Regions from separate parts of the Sus scrofa genome. Here region 2 is linked to region 1. Evidence: chromatin contacts called from public HiChIP or PLAC-seq data. All regions are on one chromosome and are shown on one strand. Each heading gives the region's core, a stretch centred on a gene start, on an enhancer-like site or on the middle of the called end of the contact. The rest is flanking DNA. Distances are from core to core; before and after follow the strand shown. Region 1 overlaps POU6F2 (POU domain, class 6, transcription factor 2). Region 2 overlaps VPS41 (vacuolar protein sorting-associated protein 41 homolog).

Region 1 (3,588 bases), core at 29-2,528:
AGTTCAGAGATCTATAATTGGGAGAGTATAACTAGAACAGTGAAAATATAAAACAAAAGTAATCTTCCAGAGTGGAATAAAATCACACCTTCATCCCACAGTCATAAAACCATTCACGTGCAGTGATTTTTTTTATAGTTTTATAATTTTGTATTGTTTTATAAATTATTTATAAGGTGTTGTAATGCTTCTTATATTAATTTTTTACAGATAAATTTTTTGCTACAAGGCATAAAAAGGTGCCTGAACAGATTCTTAGGAATATAAATTACACTGTGTAACTTGTAAGTCTTTGGGGCCACACCTACCGCCTCATTTACATTTCTTATTTCCACTTGTAAACAACTTCATATGCCAGCAGCATTTCAGTGTTTTTATGTTTCCATGAACTGAAGGTTAAGGTTGCCACTTACAAAAAATAAAAGCCGTGTCAGGCATAACATGATTGTATTTCAAGCTTCGATATTTTTCTTACATATCTTTAAATTATTGTCGTCTTCATCTTCTTCATTGCTTGATGAAAAAGAGAAAATGACTGATGTTATATTTTACACTTGTGGGTTCATTTTCTTTTTCGATCAAAAAAAAAAGCATTGTGAACAGTTAAGAGTTTTCATTGCATTGCAAGGTTTTTGGTTTCTTTATTTTGTAAATCACACGATACACATCCACACACACACACACTCACTCACTCATGCACACACTCCACAAAAGAGAGAACATAAAAACAAAAGGAGCTAGGGAAAAAAAAAAAACAAAAACAAGTAGAGGCGTATCAAAGAACTCAAGCTATAACCAAAAAGAAATTGTAAAATGCCTTTGCTCATCTTCTCTACGCTGGACCAAAGCTCAGTATTTGTAGGTATATGCACATTGTATAGCTATGGCTAAATGTTGCTGACAATCTTGCAATACTAAACTGTTACTATTTTAAGAAAAAAAAAAAAGAAATACAAACTGTTCATCAATGTTTTACCTCAGCACTCTACTTGTACCCAGTTAATGACCAAGCTTAAAAAAAAATGGAGAAAAAGGAAATTGAGTTTCATTTCAATGTTTGACTGTAAAATGTTTGGATAAGATTTTGTAATGAGCTTTTTGTCACGTGATTTGCTTGTCTTCAACTTGAAATTATGTGAGGCACATTTGTTTCTTTGTTGTTAAGGAAGTGATTTTGTTTTTTTGTTTGGTTTTTTTTGTCCTACGTGCTGTGATTCAGACTGGCCACCGGGTCACTGAGGAGGCACCACAAAGACAAGCTGCTTCTCTGTGCCCTGAGCAGCAGCAGGAAGGAGGGCGGGGAAACAGACTGGGTTGTTTTGAAAAAAGCATCATGACAACGGGTTGACATGATGGACTTGTGACCAAGAAGCCAAACTGGATATTTAAAAGCTCCTTACTTGCTCTGACATTGAAACCAAAGCTGATTTATCTGCACAGGTTGCTTAACGTTTTGAAAAAAAAAAAAAACTGACAAAACTGTACTTAATCTAGAGCAATATCTGTACGGTCAGTAAAGCTGCACTTTGTGTATTTCTTAACAGCTTCAGATCTGTCACTTTTAATTTGTACCATGAAAAATAAACAACTGTTTGACATGAGCTTCTAGGCGAAATGTGTCTTGAACTCAGACATTCTGGTTAAGTGGTGAGCATGTAAATGAGCATGTTCATTTGTGTTAAGAAAAGGAGGGTTCACGACAGACTGGTTAATACCATGATTATTTTAACTTTTCAAATACTAAGGGAATTAGGATTCCTTTGGTTGCAAGTTACAGAAATCCCAAGTCAAACTTGTTCAAACAAAGTCTTAAAAGTCTGGTTGGTGGGAGTTCCGTCAGTGGTTAATGAACCCGACTAGTATCCATGAGGACGCAGGTTCCATCCCTGGCCGTGCTCAGTGGGTTAAGGATCCAGTCTTGCCATGAGCTGTGGTGTAGGTCTAAGACATGGCTCGGATCTGGCGTGGCTGTGGCGTAGGCTGGTGGATACGGCTCCAATTTGACCCCTGGCCTGGGAACCTCCATGTGCCAAAGCTGCAGCCCTAAAAAGACACAAGAAAAAAAAACCTGGGTGATCTCTAGGTAATAAGAAACGTTTGCTACGGTTACTGCAAGTACAGAGATTGTGATTCTAATTTAAAAGACTTACTTCTTTTTTTTTCAGCAAGACGTTCCCACGTCCTTTGGAATGAGTAAATCACATAACATGAACTCCTTCCTCCTGCCCACAGGTAGCAGCACCGTCTAAATGCCAAAACTTTCCAGAACATGCAGTCACAGGCATGGCATGACTCAAGAGTAGCAAAAACAGTGAATTCCCGTTGTGGTCTGTGGTAACGAACTCAGCTAGTGTCCATAAGGACACGGGTTTGATCCTTGGCCCCGCTCCGTGGGTTAAGGATCCAGCATTGCCGAGAGCTGCAGTGTAACTTGCCAGTGCAGCTCGGATCTGGTGTTGCTGTGGCTGTGGTGTAGGCTGGCAGCTGCTGCTCCACTTAGACCCCTAGCCTGGGAATTTCCATTTGCAGCAGGTACAGCCATAAAAAAATAAAAATTAAAGAAAAGAATTTAAAAAATACAGATTCTACTGCCCTCATGGGTAGGGAAAGACAAAGCAGTCGTTTTCAAAGGTTTCCATCTAAGATACCCTAAAAATATTCTGGGCTAAGGTCTTGCCTAATATACCTATTATTATGAAATACGTTTGGCTTAGGAAACTCTGAAATGTCTTCTTTAAAAAAATAGCTATCATTTAAATTCAGTCATTCAGTATTGTACAAATATCTGCTAAGCACTTTGTATGTGCCAGAAACTTCTATGTGCTGGGGACTCAGAAATAAAATGAAGCCTTCAAGAAACTCACATTCATTCTGCAAAAGCAGTGGTGTTTCCCCAGAAATGAAAACCATCCCATGTTTCTTGTACCACAATATTTTACAAATAAAATACATTTCAGAATTAAATTGATGGAAAGCAATTCTGAAGCTGATTTCAAAGCAGTAAATGAATGGGGAGAAACAGCCTTGGCCTACAAGACAATCGCCAGTATCTGTTTTAAACTATTTCAGAAGCTGTTCCAAAAAGAAATGTCTGCTAAACCAACCGCATATACATAACCTGATCAGTGTCACGTATGCAGGTTGATGAGTGTAATCAAAACTCTACAGGGGGAGTTCCTGTTGTGGCTCAGCGGTAATGAACCTGACTAGTATCCACGAGGATGCAGCCCTGGCCTCACTTAGTGAGTTAAGGATCCAGCACTGCCATGAGCTGTGGTGTAGGTGGCAGACGCAGCTCATATCTGGTGTTGCTGTGGCTGTGGGGTAGGCCGGCAGCTACAGCTCCAATTCAACCCCTAGCCTGAGAACCTCCACACGCCACGGGTTCGGCCCTAAAAAGACAAAAAACAAACACAAACAAACCAACCCTCTGTGGCTGGAAAGAATTCCGAAGCAGTCTATCACAAAGTAGTTGAAACCAGCTCCCCACGAACACACAGAGGCCCAGAGTCCTCACTCATTGTTCTGCCCTTTGAAGGGAGTCCAAGAAATAGCACTTCTGCACCATTTACCTACTGAACCACGTGG
Region 2 (3,417 bases), core at 889-3,388, 560 kb before region 1:
GAAAGTCCTTACTAATCTGGAGCCACTATCTCTCTGCAGTAACTTTTAGTTCTTAGTCCTAACAGGACACATAAAAAACCCAATGCGTCTGCTGCCTGCTAGGTCTCCAGGCAGTTACGCTGCCGAGCCTCCTACGTGGTTTCCCCCCGGTGCCAACCTTCCCCGTCGCTGGTTTAGTCCACTCACCCTCCAGATCACTCTGTTTGGACCCGGATATGGTCCGCTTACTATTAACAGTCACGATTCTGACATCTTCACTGAACAGCTATAACACACGGGTCACGATGCTAAATGTTTCCACACGTAGCATTCTGAGATTTCCTAACAACCTCTGGGGCTTAGAGGTTGAACCTAAATGACTTGCAACATCCCTGACAGTTCCTACATATTAAGGTATTAGCATTAGCAAATCTAGGCTTTGACAAATGTGCCCCCAAAGTCACAGCCAGACTCCTATTTCCCACCTCTAGAACTCTAAACGGGCAGTTTTCCAAAAATTACATTAAACCGAAGGAAAATTTTTTTCCTAGTTTGGAATCCATTCAAATATGCTCGTGGCATAGAAGGGCAAACATCCCACTTACATGCTTTGTTAAAACAATAACCTAAGTCCCCAGCTAGCGATTTTAATCTGAAAACTCAACATCCAATTACGCTTTGGTTCCCACCAGAAAGCACACACTGGCAGAATCTGACACCCCAAGGCACACAAAGCTCAGAAACCTGAGTCTTCCAGGAAAATCAGGCTCTCAGAGTAGCCTCCTGCGGCTGCTGGTATCGGTGGAGAGCATTTATTGCAGGGCCCTCTCAGACTTCGTCTCAGCATCAGGATGAACCCCCAAATCCAGCCAGGGCCTCAGAGAATGTATACTTCTGTGCACAGCAATGCCGCCACAGCAATGCCTGAGTGCCTCCGGGAATTGGCTGGTCTGTTGCTTCTCAGCACCCTTCATTCATCGAGTCCCCTGCTTAGCACTCCGGAGACAGCGGCAACAGGAAAACGGAAGCCATGTCCCCAGGGAGGGGTCCCAGAAGCAAGGCTGAACCTCAAGAAAGGTTATGATTCAGAAATAGTCAAGGATCTTCAAACATTCTTTAACTTCACACTCTCTTTGCAAGAATCTACCCTCAAACCCTGAAGTCTAAGCTATAAAAATGGTGCTCGCTCCTAAGATAAAGAAACAGACACAAAAAGACAAATATTACAGGATTCCGCTGATTGAGACAGAAAGGTGACTAGAGGTTAGCAGGTGCTGGGGGCAGGGCGAGATGCGAGTTACTCTTTCACGGCTTCAGGTCCACTTTGTGATGATGAAAAGTGCTGCAGATGGGGGGTGGTGATGGCTGCGTGACAACGAGAATGTACTTAATGCCAATGAATCGTTACACCGAAAAAGGGTTAAAATGGTAAATACCATATTTTACCACCAAAAAAAAAAAAAATTCTGCTGTTCTGCTTGAAGCAAAAACGAAGGGCTAGAAAGCACCCAGTGACACGAATGTATACTAGCTGGGCAAATTCTGGGCAACAGCCTGAAAGCTAAACTCAGCAATTGTTTGACTTTATCTTTCTTTTGCAAACTGGTCCCTTTTAACCTGATCTTCTCTCCAAACAGCTCTAACTAAGGCTCTCAGTGCCCTGACACGTGACCTCCTGAAGCAGCAGGAACATCTTCCTAAAACACACCTCTGACTGGTCACCGCGCCCCTTAAAGAACCCTCGGGAGTCAGGAGACGGCCGATTCCTCAGGAAGCTCATCCAAGCCCACCCCAAGCTGGTCCCCGGTGCAATTTTAGCCCCCACTCCCCACTCTCTGCACAAACCCCCACCAAGCCCCAGTCCCACCATTAGGGCCCCGCGACAGTGGCCTGGGAGAAGACTCCGCACCACCGGCCTCAGAGGCCAGGAGGGGTTAGGGGACAGTGGGCCCGGGAGGAGAAAGAGAAGCCGGGACCTCCCAGGCGGTGAAGTCCTTGCAGGGAAGACACACCGCTCGTCAAGGGAAACTAACAGATCGGGGCGGGGGAGCTGGAGCCTGAGGGAGGCCGGCTCCCAGCGCTGCAGGAAACAGGGCAGAGACCAGGCCCCCGGGACCCAGACCGGGCTGGGGACAGAGGGGAAACAGAGCACGCTGCGGCCGCCTCCCCCCTTCCCGACAAACTGTGGCCCCGCTGAGCCCAAGGGGGGGCGCCCAGGCAAAGGCTGGGGAAAGAGGAAGTGTTTTGTGTGAGATGGAGCTGACGTCCTGGGCACAGAGCCTCCATTTCAAAACGCTTCTGGGTCCCCGAAGACTGGGCTGGCTGAGGAGGAAAGATGACAGGTACCCGAGGAGCTGGCAGGAGCCCGAGACTCAGGTTCTCAGCCCTGTTCCACACACCAGGCTCAACCACAGCACTAGCTTTGATCTGCAAATGATGACAAGCCGCGAGGTCAGCCCCAGCTTGGTGCCCTAGTGCCCCAGGGCCCAATGTGACTGTGCCGCAGAGTCATCTAAACTGGGTTTGGGGAGCTGGCTGATACTTTGCTAAACCACTCCATCGCCAGCTTTTTTTTTTCTTTCTATTACGGTTTATCACAGGATACTGAATACAGTTCCCTGTGCTGTACAGGGGACTCTGTTGTTTATCCAGTCTACATATGCCTGTTTACACCTGCTAATCCCAGACGCCCCCTCCAACCCCCCCCCCCCCCCCGCAACCGCCAGTCTATTCTGTCTGGGAGCCTGTTTCTGTTTCGTGGATGTGTTTATCTGTGTCGTACTTTTAGATCCCACGATGAGTGACAGCCTACAATGTCTTTCTCACTCTGACTTACTTCACTGAGTAGCCACTCCATCTCAGATTCTAATTCAGTGGGCATAAATAAGAGACCAGAATCACAAGAATTCTAAAAAAAAAAAAGAAAGTAAGGAAAAAGAAAAGAAAATGGAAAGAAAAGAAACTCCACGAAGGACCAAGCTTCTGAAAGAACAAAGGTGACTGTGACTGAGCCATCACGAGTGGAGAACCTCATAAAACACAGAAGCCCTGATGTGATGGGCGCGCCCTCTCCAAGGTGGTAACTGGGGGCACCGGGGAGGCGAACTCTCATCAGCTAGTGTCACTGGCCTCCAGCCACCCAAAGAGCAGGAGGAGAGGAGAAACTCACAAGGTCATAAGCACATCCCTTGAGCTAACTTGTGCCATTTTCGTTTTACGACTGTAAACAGTGGGCCCTCTAAAAATTTCTCTGATCCTCTGCTTTTGCAACTTCTCCTCGGGAGTTTGTTCTCCCTTGCGTTTATCAGTAAAGTTGCTTTCAGAAGCTCTGTCCAGGCCAAGCTACATGAAAAGAGAACTGTGCACCCCAAGCCACGCCCAAGTTTGGATGATAAATCACAGTTCTATTTACAAGCCGACCACTGCAACCTAGCACTT

Evidence for each region. HiChIP or PLAC-seq counts read pairs in DNA pulled down with a chosen protein or histone mark.
Region 2: a contact with region 1 is called in an H3K27ac HiChIP or PLAC-seq map of alveolar macrophages, with 6 times the contacts expected there. The contact joins two enhancer-like sites. A contact is called at or near these places in 1 of 47 Hi-C or Micro-C datasets (embryonic fibroblasts) and 2 of 2 datasets of contacts at active chromatin or transcription factors (alveolar macrophages and skeletal muscle).

What each region holds. Positions count from the first base shown.
Region 1 is chr18:54,742,846-54,746,433 of Sscrofa11.1, reverse strand. POU6F2 (POU domain, class 6, transcription factor 2) reads left to right here. Exons shown (of 10, transcript XM_021079083.1): 10 at 1-1,601. Among named protein-coding and RNA genes, the nearest start is that of YAE1D1, 81 kb to the right of the region's middle. Within about 2 kb of position 1,278, at least 5 of the 83 cell types and tissues checked have an H3K27ac peak or open chromatin away from gene starts, as enhancers often do. A contact at or near this core is called in alveolar macrophages, where this site is marked.
Region 2 is chr18:55,307,587-55,311,003 of Sscrofa11.1, reverse strand. The region is part of intron 2 of VPS41 (vacuolar protein sorting-associated protein 41 homolog); the gene reads right to left. Among named protein-coding and RNA genes, the nearest start is that of VPS41, 16 kb to the right of the region's middle. Within about 2 kb of position 2,138, at least 13 of the 83 cell types and tissues checked have an H3K27ac peak or open chromatin away from gene starts, as enhancers often do. A contact at or near this core is called in alveolar macrophages, where this site is marked.